Regions from separate parts of the Mus musculus genome. Here region 2 is linked to region 1. Evidence: chromatin contacts called from public promoter capture Hi-C data. All regions are on one chromosome and are shown on one strand. Each heading gives the region's core, a stretch centred on a gene start, on an enhancer-like site or on the middle of the called end of the contact. The rest is flanking DNA. Distances are from core to core; before and after follow the strand shown.

Region 1 (6,429 bases), core at 2,564-5,063:
GACTTCATGTAAACAGCTGGGCAGAGTGGCACACCTTCACTCCCAGTGATAGCAATGTGGGAGACAGATACTTGGAAGTGGTGGGGGGTGGGAAGGTAGGAAGAGGACAGTTAGTATACTCTATGAGTTGAAGTTCCAGACCAGAGGCACCTATGGTCTGGCACCTAGGATTATCCTATAACAGTCTCAACCAAATGCACATCTACTCATGCATGCATAGTCATGCATGCATGGAAAACATACACACACAGGTGACAAGTGGAAATTTATTACAAAATAATGTGTTCTTTGATTTACATGATTTTTACTTGTTAATTAAATCTTAGAACAGCAGGGAAAAAAACTAAATATCAGGCACACATACACAAATTCATCCTCTGAGCCACTGATAATTTCTAACCTTTCTTATTCTTTAATTTTACATTTCTGTTTTATTGCCTCAAAAAAGCAAGGTACTTGGAGTGTGTGATCATTTTAGGTAACCTTAAATTTAGTAAACATGAGCTCTGTCAGTACGTATTCCTATTATGTAAATATTTGTCTAATTAGAAAATAACTCATGAATCTCTGAAGAAACATTATATATTTTTTTCCAGACATGGTATCTCCCCAAATACAGATGACTGTAATTACTTTTTAAATCATACTCACTTTTACAAAACTGAGCAACTGGAGACCATACTAAATCCTCAAGGCAAGTTGCTTTTCCTGGGAGTGGAGGTTGTTTTCGAAATCCTGGCCGACACTCATATTCCACAATAGTACCAACTGGGAAAAAATTCATGTTGAGGTACTCTTTTTTGAGGGATGCAAAACTCAGTCTTTCTGGAGCAACACATGATTCTAAAAGAGTTAACATGGCAACAGAGAAATAGGAATGTGAACTTAGTTTATAATCCAGGCAATCTAATAGCTAGTCGTTAATCCACCCTTTTCCCATCAACTATTTGCTTTGCATGGATCTCTATGTCTTTATATATTAATTTTTAAATAAATATGACTGTGGTATTCGTAGTTCATCAAGTGTAATCACATTCATACCTTCATTTTTCAATGACTAGGAGTCTGTGAAGTTTTCACACACCAGTGCCAATAACAATAGAATTTACTGAATATTTGTAAATGTTTTATACATACTTACTCATTGAACCTCACACTGCCCCTGGTAAAAAGAGTCAGATGAACCAGCCATGTACATAAAGTATATCATGTGTGAACAGCTGAGCAAATGAGCTCTAGAGGGGCAAGGAGTACAGCAAGAAAGTGTTGCTCATTAGCTCAGTGATCAAGCTTGGAGCCAGGCTCTTTGGCTTAAGAGGTATAGGTCTGGCCTACATTATCCATCTTCTGGTAGAAGGATTCTTTAACTCTGAAATTGAGAGAAGAGTCCCTCATGAGGTTGCTTGAAGGATTAGATGCATCAATACTGTTGAACCGTTACAAACTTTTCATACCTGTGGTGAGAGTTTAGGGGCTATTTTTTGCCTTGTATAAGGGCTGAAAATGCAAATGAGAAGATGGATCTAGTGTGTTTTCAAAAATTAATTTTGAATGATTCTGGATTTAATACAGAGACACCTGATTCAGGTCATTCAAAGTCAGCAATCAAGTCTTGCTTTTATCTTTACTTTTGTGTGGTCAGTCATTCACTATATAGCAATATTCTGACCCATGATGGGCCCCATAGACAAATGTGGGGCCTGCAGGAATGCAATGGAACTGAAATATTCCTGTTGCCTAGCAACATCATGGCCATCCTAATGTAAAGTAACTCCTTGCTAACAAGTTTGCCCTGGTGCTGGGGTAGCAACCATAGTACATGAAAATCATGAGGAGTATAGCACATACAATCACATGGAGTAGATAGCATTTGATAAGTCTGTGTGTTGCCAGCTCATGTGCTTATCATACTATACGTGTTATTTTTGTTAGAAATAATAATTTCTAACAAAAATTTTAATAATAATTTGTAGAAAGAAAGAAAAGAAAGAAAGAGAGAGAGAGAGAGAGAGAGAAAGAAAGAAAGAAAGAAAGAAAAGAAAAGAAAAGAAAAGAAAAGAAAAGAAAAGAAAAGAAAAGAAAAGAAAAAAAAGAAAAGCAAGTATCATGGCTTATAATTCAAGCTACTTGAGTGGCTGAGGCAGGAGGATTTTGATCCCAGGAGTTGAGACCAGACTGAGCAACATACAGTAATCTAATGTTGATTTTTTAAAAGAAAATTAGCATAGCCGTGGTGCACAATGTATATACAGCATAAATAGCAGACAGTAATGCCTTAAGCCTGGAGAACCTTCCTCTCTTTCTGGCTAATGTGTTCTAACTGCCAACAGTAGTTAGTAGACTTACATGCTATAGAGGTTTATAAGAAAAGAACAAAGCCATGGGTTTCATAGAGAACCCTGGTCAGTACACATACCGTCTAGTATAATGTTCAGATGATATGCCAGAACAACCTAAAACTATATCTTAAAGATAACATAGGGCTATATGTACAACAGATTTTTTTTTTTTGAAGTAAGACCTCAAAATGTCTCCCAAGACTTGTATCCATTACTTAACAAAATAGAGTTGAACAAGACAGATCACCAGGGTGTGTGTCTCAGGGTAATTGCCAAATATATTCACATATAATTTACTCCCTAAACAGTACCTATCATTTTTTTTCTCTACTAGCCTGTACAATAGAAAGAAAAACTCTTAATGAAGAAGCAGGACTTGCCATAGGAAGTACCGCCTTCAATTAGCTCGAGTGTAAACTGCCAACATGTATACCCTGGGGTTTAATAATGCTAGAAAACTATCAATTACCAGTCACTCCAAAGAGGCATAAAAATAACCTCAACGAGATCCACATTCCCAAAACTTTTCAGAAAGAGAAATGAAGAACTTACTCTCACAGAATGTTTCGTGGCTCGACCATTGGCCATTTTCAAGACAGACAACTATGTTTGACTTGTCTGGAACTTGTTTAAAGCCGTTATTACACGAGTATGCCACTTTGCTTTGCTCAGCAAACTTGGAGTGTCTGCCCAAGATTGGCCTGGCATTAGGAATGTCTGGAGGTGGGCCGCAGTCTCCTAGGAAGAAAAGAGCAGGTGTAAAACTGAAGTTGGCAAGGAGCTTTCTTTCCCCAGACCTGGAACAAGAGAAGCAGCAATGGCTCTTACCTTCCTGCCAGGGCTGAACTTGCCCCTCAGGAACTTGGAATGCTTGGACTCTCGTGAACACAAGACAAAAACTAAGTAGGGAGTAAATTCCCACCCGCCTTGAGTCGTTCAGAATCTACTTAATATCCACAGGAACACTGCAGCGAGCAAGGCGCGAGATAAGACACCCGGTAGCTGCTCGCGACCAGTCTCTCACCGGCGCAGGTGGCCAGCCATCTAGCTTCCACCTTAAGAATAAAAGAGCCAGGAGCAGGGTTGGAGATTCGCACTCAACCCTCCCTTTTGGTGTTGCCACGGTCTCTGATCGCGGAGGGGATCCAGTCACAGCCCAGATAGCCCAGCATTCCACCCCCATCCCTCCCGCTGGCCGCCGGCACCCAGCAGCGGAGCCCCCAGTTACTGGGACACAATGTCTGCTGAGCATGCGCCCCCTGGCGGGCAGCCAGCCGGTCGTCGCGCATTGGCCACTCACCGCGTACAGTTGGGGACAGCAGCAACAGAGACAGCGACAGCAACGGCAGCAGCGGAGGCGGCGGTGATGGCCGAGTCCTAGGCGCCCGCCCACGGATCATAGCCCCAGGTAGAAGAGACCTTGCCCGGCTGCGGCTGGAGCTGTTTTGAGCCGCAGTTAATTGAGCAGCTGTGGCGGGGCGGGGCAGGGCCCTCGTCACCCTGGGTGGGGCAGCCTGCGTGCAAGAGGGCGTTCCCTCATTAATGAGGGCGGGTGCCTGGCCTCTAGCTTCACCCAGGGGACCTAGTTGTCCGGCGGGAGTGGGGTCTGGGGTCTGGGGGAGTACCTTCTAAAGGAGGGCGCTTCACTCCCCCAGTACTCTGTGTCAGCACTCTGCTCCAGCAGAAAGCTACCCACACTCCCAACTCTGGTGTGCTGAGTGCTTGCAAAGGGAAGGGTAGGCGCGGTGGAATTCCTGAGCCAGAGGGAGCTGAGAAATAGGGAAACACCCAGGACCCCTGTGGCTTCAGCTGGAAGATGTCAGATGGGAGGGTGGGAGCTGCTGACCAAGAGTGTGTCTCCTAGGTCTCACCATGGTGTCAAAACAGAAAATAGGATAGGATCCAAGAAAACAGGGAGGGATCAGCCTGCCAGAACCGGTCACAAACAATATGCAGAGATCTAGGGAGCTTGGCTGAGGTTTTTCAGACCCTATCTGGGTGAGGAGTCACCTTCTTAGCCCTGGTTATAGATATGGACCAAGGATACCACCTGAATTCGACTTTGGGATTATTTCAGTCCTGCTATGAAATAGAATTCAGGAATAAATAGTAGAGCTTAAGAAAAAGATTTATTTCGTGGTGTGAAGAACAGTGACAAACAAAGCGATCCACACATTGGAATCACACCAGAGCATTAAATTAATTAATTGAAAAAGAAAAGGAAAGAAAAGAATGCAGAAGGTGAAGCTGTGCATGGAATAAACTGAACCTCTCTTGAGGACAGCACTAGGAATTAGGATTATTTGGTATTGGCTGGTCACTGTGCAACCCGGTTTATGAAGCCCCACATGCGTGTGATATCCAGAGTAAAGAGCCATGTACCACACCATGTGTCTCCTGCAAATCCCCACCGGGAGGGTCGAGGTGGGAGGAAGCAGAGGTAAGTTGCCACAGGCCCTCATGTAAAAAGCCCCAAAGTGCTCCCCTTTGTGTGTCTGGGTCTGGTTAGCAGTGTCCCACTATGAATTCCCTTTTTATATAGGTGTTTTACCCAACTGGTGAAATCCCTCACCAGAAACTCAGCCTTCAATGGTAGACCAGTTGTGGGAGTGTTTGTCATATACTGATAACCATTCCTAAAGTTTTCTTGTGGTTCCTTATTGGTTAGTGTGAGCTTTTGAAGAGCAAACTGGTTTTTAACAAGTGTTTTCTTCTGATTCTTGCTTACTTAGTTACCCAAGCACCGTGTTTTCCTGTTGCCGAGATTACAGGAAAGGGTTGCTTTATAGGTGTTTGTTGAAATCTAACAGTATTTAAGGGTTCTGGAGTTGACATCATACCCTAGCGACTCATGCCTGTAAACTTGGAAGGTAGAGCAAGAGGTTTTGGGTTAAAGGCTAGCCTGGGTTTTGAAGTTCCAAGTTAACTTGGCCTCAATAGGGCCATTTCTTAAAAACATCCTGAAGTTTAAGTCTCACAAGGGTAGAGTGTTTCATAACTATCAAGTGTGTTTCTTCTCATAGTTGTTAAAAACTTGACCCTTCCTTCCTTATGTGCCACTTGCATGTCAGGGCCCAGCAGTGACAGAAGTGGTGTCACATGGACCTTCATTTATTCCCTGAGAGCTCTCTGTGACCTCATTCACTACTTTTTTCTGCCCTGCTGTAGTTAGCTGAGTCAAAATCAGATAGGGAGCACTCATAAACCCTTGAAAGAGTTCTCTACATGTGTGTTAAATAAAGATCATAGCTTTATAGCTAGATAGAACAGTGAGCCCAGCCAAGTGTCCAAAACTATCTTATTGTCCAGGCAGTGGTTGCACACGCCTTTAATCCTACCCCTTGGGAGGCAGAGGCAGGCGGATTTCTGAGTTCCAGGCCAGGCTGGTCTACAGAGTGAGTTCGAGGACATCCAAGGCTACATAGAGAAACCCTGTCTGTAAAAACAACAAACAAACAAAAAAACAAAACAAACAAACAAACAAAAACCTATCTTATCGCCCAATTTTGGAACACCAATTGGTCTAAGCTGTCACTTTCTAAAGTATTTTATTTTCAGTAATAAGTTTTTTCCAAAGAAATGAGTTTAAGAATTAATGGGTGGACACTTACGTAATGCTTGCCACCACCCAAATATTTACAATACCCAGGAGGGAAAGATTTAACAACACCACATGATGCATTTACTTAATTTTTAAAAAGGTGTGGATTAAAATATGAACATTACTAAGAAAAAAAAAAACAAAACTTCAAGCTGATAACTTAGGGTATTTTATTTTACGTGCTGGCTGTGCTGGCGAGTTTTGTGTCAACTTGACACACCTGGAGTTATCACTGAGAAAGTAGTTTCAGTTGGGGAAATGCATCCACCTCCAAGAGATCCAGCTGTAAGGCATTTTCTCAATTAGTGATCAAGAGGGGAGGTCCTGCTTGAGTTCCAGTCCTGACTTCCTTGGTGATGAACAGCAGTTTGGAAGTGTAAGCTGAATAAACCCTTTCCTCCCCAACTTGTTTCTTGGTCATGATGTTTGTGCAGGAATAGAAACCCTGACTAAGACACTGGCCCAGATTTTCTATATTCCACTTGCTTT
Region 2 (6,329 bases), core at 358-2,857, 170 kb after region 1:
CTGTTAGGTAGAGACAGACTAGCTTGCAGCTAGAGCTTGTATCTGTACTTTAAAAGGAAAGAGCAATAAATTCTTAAGCACTGCTAGCTCTCTCTCCTTATTTAGCCCAGGACCCCAGCATCCCCAATAGTGCCACCCTTCTTTAAGGTGAGTTTTCCCACATGAATTAACCTAATCTACATAACCCCTCTAAGACAAGGGCAGGGGCTTGTCTATTAGCTAATCCCTCATGGGTGTGCTTAGAGGCTTATTTCTTAGGGGATTCCAGATCCTCTTGAATTGATGCATTAGTATTACCGTCAAACCCACCAAATAGCATGGCTTGGCCTAATCTACATTAAACATACTCAGAACACTTAGGCTACATTCAGACAAAGCCGTCTATAAAGCCTACCGTGTACTAAAATGCTAAAAATCATACACACACAAAGAGGGGGCATTCTGTAGACACTACGGGATGGACACCATAAAACTCACCATCCCAAACCCCACTGGTAGCACATTCCCTCCCAAACCATCAGTCAGTTCCCCTCCCGATGCCATGCTTGACTGGGAGCTGCAAGTTCCCACCACTGCTCAGTCTCATGGGAGGCTGCCGCACTGGGTATTGCTAATCCAAGAGAAGACCAAACTTCAAAAGTCAAAGTATGCTTTCTGTGACATGCACATCTGACAGTTCTGAAAATTATACATCAATCTGTCATCTTAGAGATCATCTATATTATAAACAATATAGATGCCAGCAGTTCGCGTAAGTCCGTTCTTTGGAGAAATGTGCATTCAAACAGATTCATTTTTAAATTCAATTTACCACCTTTTGTTGTTAACCTGTGAAAGTTATTTCTTTACCTTTCCTGTATTTATGGAGAAAGGCTGCCCCGCTAAAGTCACAGTAGCTCATTGTGTCCTTAAATGTCCTGTCTTCTAGCCTCTATTTCCCAAGTGCTGGAATTATAGGTGGCAGACACCAGGCCCAGTTTCCCATTCATCCTTAACAGGATCTCACTAGGCACACGAGTATTTTTTATTTAATTCTAATGTAGTCCAACTTTTCTCTTTTTCTTGTTGCTGCCTACTCAAGACCTAAAGATTCACTCCTGTGGCTTCTCATAGAAGCTTTATGGTCTGGCTTTTACATATAGATCCAAAGTCTTTTTTGTTGTTGTTGTTTTGTTTTGTTTTTTAGCAAGGGCACAATGCCAATTCTAGAAAAGTAAGGGACAGAAGATACAATGAAGACTTTCTGTGTGGCTAGCTCCAGTCTCCCCTGTGCTGTGAGTTTCCTGTGTCCCACTCTCCAGCCCTTTTGCCTCATTGGGTAGCTAGTATCATTTGCCATTTTCACTCTCATACAGGGAGTAGATAAACCAACACATTTGCCTTCAGAATCAGAAAAAAATGGTAGCACTCATTTCTAATCTACTAGGCACCTTCTTTCCTTGTTGGTCATTACCTTTTCCCTAATTTTGTACTCATCAAGGTGATAAACCTCTAGCCTTTTCCCTGAGGTAGTCTGAGTGTTTAGGAAATGACTGACCTGTAGGTATCTGAATAAGACGTAGGAAGACTCTAGTGTTGCCTTGGGTTTTTCGCCCCTCTCAGAATGAAGTATCTTTGGTTACTGACATTCTTTGCCCCTCCCTGGAACAGAATTACCACAACATTCTTTCCTTTCAGGCAAATGTTCTGATCAAAATCTGAAGTTCCAGTGGTGTGGTTGGTTGTTGGTAGAGCAAGTGGGGATGAGTTCAGATAGGAATGGAGTCAGTCATAGTTCTTGTATAGGATTAACTGCAGATCCTTACTCTCAGCCTACCTTCAAATGTGATAACATATACTAGTGTTTGGTTTTGTCCTGCCTGCCTGTGAGGCAACTGGGAGGATGTTTCTACTGCTGTAACCACAGTCTTCTCACTTGTGGATTCTGCAGATGCCAGTGGTTGGCTGGTAGATTGTGTAGGTAGAGACAAAGTGGTTTTATCTGTACTGAACATGTACAAACTATCTTCTACATTATTTCCTAAGCAACACCATGTAAAAAGAATTTTCATAGTATTTACATCTTGTATATATTATAATTACTATAGAAATTATATAGAATAAACACAAGGAAGTGTGATAGTAATCCATAAACACTGTTGGATGAGGACGGAAAAAAAAAAAAACCAACTCAGCTCTGTCTTCAAAGGCAGTAAGAGATCATTTATTCTAGAGCCAAATATTAGTGACCATGACCAAGGAACACAGGATCAGCTTTTACCAACCTCATGTTTCAGTGTGACCATGGTTTCATGAAAATTTTATAGCCACAGAAACAAGGAAGTCATAAACAAACACTTTTCAAATTTTTGCTACAAATACAGTGGGTTACAGCAAAGCAGGAAACTGCTGCTGTGGCCCTCAGATGATATCCGAGGACATTCTTGTCTTCTAGGTTGATGCAATCCAGTGATCTGTTAAGTTAATATACCCCAAAAGGTTTCACACAACAATTACAAGGATGTTAGATGAAATATAAAAGTGGGCAAGGGATCGTTATGCAGGAAGCTAAAGATACGCCTTGCTCCAGATTGTCACCAGTCTCTGGACCTGCAGTGTCCCAACCTCTCTGTGATCACTGCCGTTCTCACCAGACTCCATGGATTGTTTAATGTCTTTCCAGGAACTTTAGTCACATGGTCCATTAGAATCTACTAAATTTAAACCAAATCCTAATCTACTGATGTAGGCTTAGATTTTTCAAACCCTAAATACTTTTATCTCTCTTATAGCCCACTACACACCAGGAAAGGTTAATAGGACAAGGCAGGATGTGGACCTGTTTAGAAATAAGTTTTGGGGCAATTCCAGATTTTATTGTCAAGATATCAGCAGTTTAGGTCACACAAATCAGCAGTGGTAGCTTGATCCACTCATAAACACCATTTATGAATCAACAATGGCAATTCAATCCAGAAAAAAAAAAAACGTGAGGCTCTGCCAGTTGTCCCAAGTCCATGGAAGCAACAAGAAGCCACCAGAATATCAGGAGAAGTTTTTTGGTGCATCTCTCTCTACAAGGCCATGAGAAATGATGGTCATCAAGGAAGGCAAGGTGAACCAGTACTACAGCATTGTCCACAATCTATTGGCTTATACTTACACCCTTTCCAAACATGTTCTCTCAAGTTTCAGCTCTAGCAAAACATCACATTCCCTTTTTCCAGGCGGCTTCCAGAAAAACACCATGTCTTTTCCCATCGAAATAACCTCGCATGTATCTGCTTCAGCAAAACATCCTCTCGTAAGACAGTTTCAAGTAAAACATTACTCGACACAACTGATCTCCAAAAACCCCCCAAATTTCCACTTCATACTGTGGTACTGCAGAAAAGCTTAAGGCCGTGGAGAGTGCAGCAAGGTTAGCTGGGTATAGAAGCTTTTTCTGTCTTGTAGAAGCTTTTCCTGTCTTGTAGTCTTTGCCATTTTGTTGAAGAACAAAAAATACACCCAGTCAGCTCTAGCTCAGAATATGCAAAATTGATTAGGTTTTTACAATTTAAACAACTTATAACAATCCCTGTATTAAATCTGATCTCACAAGCAGTGATTCAGGCTGTGAATTCTAGTCCTACAATATTAGAGAGTAATAAAAAGTATTTTACTATGACACTTAACATTCACACATGCATACCCACAGGCACAGGCTTTGTCTAGCTATACTGTAGATTCCAATAACTTGATTACAGTATATAATAATATATTGTCAGGAGCTATAATGTGACAAGCTAATAACTAGCAGGTGATCATCCTGAGATGACCTGCTTCAGATTATTATATAATCTGTGACACGTGTGCCCTTATTAAGCAAGGCTGTAAAGGGATTCATTTTCAGAAAGATTTCTGCATTAACATGCTTTTCTTGTTATTATGAAACATATATAACAATCACTAAATAATAGCAAACCCCTTTGGAACAGATCTCTGCGGATCCATGAAGATGTACTATCTTGTAGTGATGCTATATAGACAAATAGATGACTTAACTCCTAATGATGATCCTATAAGATTTCCTAAAATTATATCTGTGATTATTAAGCTCTTTTATAGTGGAACTGTCATTGGGTCCTTTTCTGAGAGTCAAAACTGCAATGAGAACTCTGCCAATCTCCCAAGTGTCACCAGTTAATTGCTCTTAGATGGTAAACAGATTTTCTCCTGCTCAGAGCACATTCCAAGACGTTGTAAAACAATTAACCAAAGGTCATAAAAATGGAACTAATGATTTATTATAGGTGCTAGGACAGAAGATAAAATATTGACTGGGTTTATCTATATAAAACTTCAACACGAATAACTTAGTTATGGTTTTAAACCTTCAGAGAACCTATAGAGCTGAGACAGGTGATAGATATTTAGCCAGATAATTACTCCTAATGGATATGCATGTAAACATTCTCTGCTGTAAACTTCTATTTCAACTTATGATTTGATTTTTTTGTGTGAACTTGTGATGATCTTTGTAACATGTGATCATGTATTCTGGAAGATGTATAAGTGCTGAGGACAGGAGAGAGAGGAGAATATGTTGCCTTTCCCCACTTAGAGTAGAAGTTTTCCTTTTCCTCTTCCGGAAAACTCTTTTCCCTTACTAGAATTTTTGCCCCCTTAGAGAACTTTTCCCCTTCCCCGTTTAGGATCTTTCTGCCTTTCCCCTTAGTTAGCTTTCATAGAAAACTTTTTACAACTTAGTGATAAATGCTATAATCATTTTTCTAAGTGTCCCCTTTTCTTCCTGTGACTTCCAACTAGCAGGCTGAAAGTCAGAGCCAAGTAGCTCCTGATGAGATAGTACAAACTTAATCCTTGCTGTGTGAAGAAGATGTGCTAAGTGCCAGAGACTGCAGTTCTGGCTTCAGAAGATCATAGAAGGCAGGTCAGCTACAGTAGCATAGTAACTTAGATAAGTAAACTTTTTATTATTAGTAATATATATCTAAATATCTAGTAAGACTAAGTCTTACCCCTGAATCATAACACAAAGTCTTACCCTTCAGCCACGCTCTTTCTCCTCCGCTGCCTCAGCCTGTAAGCCCAGCTCCAAAGGACTCAGTGCTTATTCTTAGCCCTCAAGTACTAGACATGCATGTGGGGACATAGATGTAGATGCACACAAAACACTCATACACATGAAATAACATAATTAATAAATCTAAGACAACTGAAAATAAACCAAATTGTTTTATGCTTTAAGAGCAGAGAAAAATTGACAGAAAATTATGCTTAGATTTCGAGATCTTTTTCTAGTCATTTCTTTTTTTTTTAATTATTTTCTTTCCTATATTCATATGTAAAGTTATAACAATGGGGTTTAGCTCGAAAGTGACCTTGGTTCTTCGAACAAAACTAAAACTATATAAACGAAATTACCGAACAGGGAGCTGGAGTAATTTCAGACAGACTGCATACTGACTGGGTCAGGACACAGTGAGAGCTATCCTGTGTGCCCTCATCATGTGCGCTGGCATCCTGGTGAACCTCAGGCATGCGCGCGCACAGAGAGAGAGAGAGAGAGAGAGAGAGAGAGAGAGAGAGAGAGAGAGAGAGAGAGAGAGAGAGAGAGAGAGGAGAGAGGAGAGAGAGAAGAGGGAGGAGAGAGAAGAGAAGAGAGAGAGAGAGAGAGAGAGAAGAGAAGAGAAGAGAGAGGGGGAGAGAGAGGAGAGAGAAGAGAAGAGAGAGAGAGGAGAGAGAGAGAAGAGAGAGAGAGAGGACAGAGGAGAGAGGGGAGAGAGAGAGAGAGAGAGAGAGAGAGAGAGAGAGAGAGAGAGAGAGAGAACGAACCACACGGGGAAGCTAAGAGGTGTCCGCCTGGATCCATGGGGTGCTGACAAAGAAAGGGGGTGGGGGGCTCAGATATATCCACAAACACTTCCTGTGCTGCCCGCAGAAATACTGACTTGTAAAGCAGGAAGCACACAAGAACCCAGGGTGAGCTTTGTTTACACAGCTTAAATAAAGGCAGGCTGGGCCTTCTCACTCACTCAGAGTTATATAACTCAAACCGATTCTTCCCCTGGATGCTCTCCTCAGGGAGCACCCAGGGGAAGTCAGAGCAACCAGTAGGCATAGATAGCAAACACTCAAGAATCCTTTCACATTCTCAGGTAAAGATGGAGACCTCAAGCGCTCCAACTTCCCAGACACTGACACTGGCGCCCTCGTGTGGTACGAGGTGGGATACTCCTGGGCGCGCACACAAACTGCTGCAGACTTTATTTGCTTCATTCGATTCCTCAACTAACCAGTGTGGCAGATGATACTCGCAACGTTTAAACTAAATTATCCCTCGG

The links. Capture Hi-C pulls out chosen DNA fragments and counts their contacts.
Region 2: a promoter capture Hi-C map of liver shows a contact between it and region 1, with 2.6 times the contacts expected there. The contact joins the promoter of Zp3r here to the promoter of Cd55 in region 1. A contact is called at or near these places in 1 of 15 datasets of contacts at CTCF or cohesin (embryonic stem cells), 5 of 484 Hi-C or Micro-C datasets (CD4 T cells, CD8 T cells, LSK cells and 1 more), 3 of 115 datasets of contacts at active chromatin or transcription factors (large pre-B cells, memory CD8 T cells and pancreatic cancer cells) and 3 of 9 other capture datasets (adipose tissue, liver and pancreatic islet).

Annotation. Positions count from the first base shown.
Region 1 is chr1:130,458,931-130,465,359 of GRCm38.p6, forward strand. It overlaps Cd55 (CD55 molecule, decay accelerating factor for complement), which reads right to left and starts at 3,814. Exons shown (of 10, transcript NM_010016.3): 1 at 3,640-3,814; 2 at 2,892-3,077; 3 at 652-843. The coding sequence starts at 3,739.
Region 2 is chr1:130,627,999-130,634,327 of GRCm38.p6, forward strand. It overlaps Zp3r (zona pellucida 3 receptor), which reads right to left and starts at 1,608. Exons shown (of 12, transcript NM_009581.2): 1 at 1,538-1,608.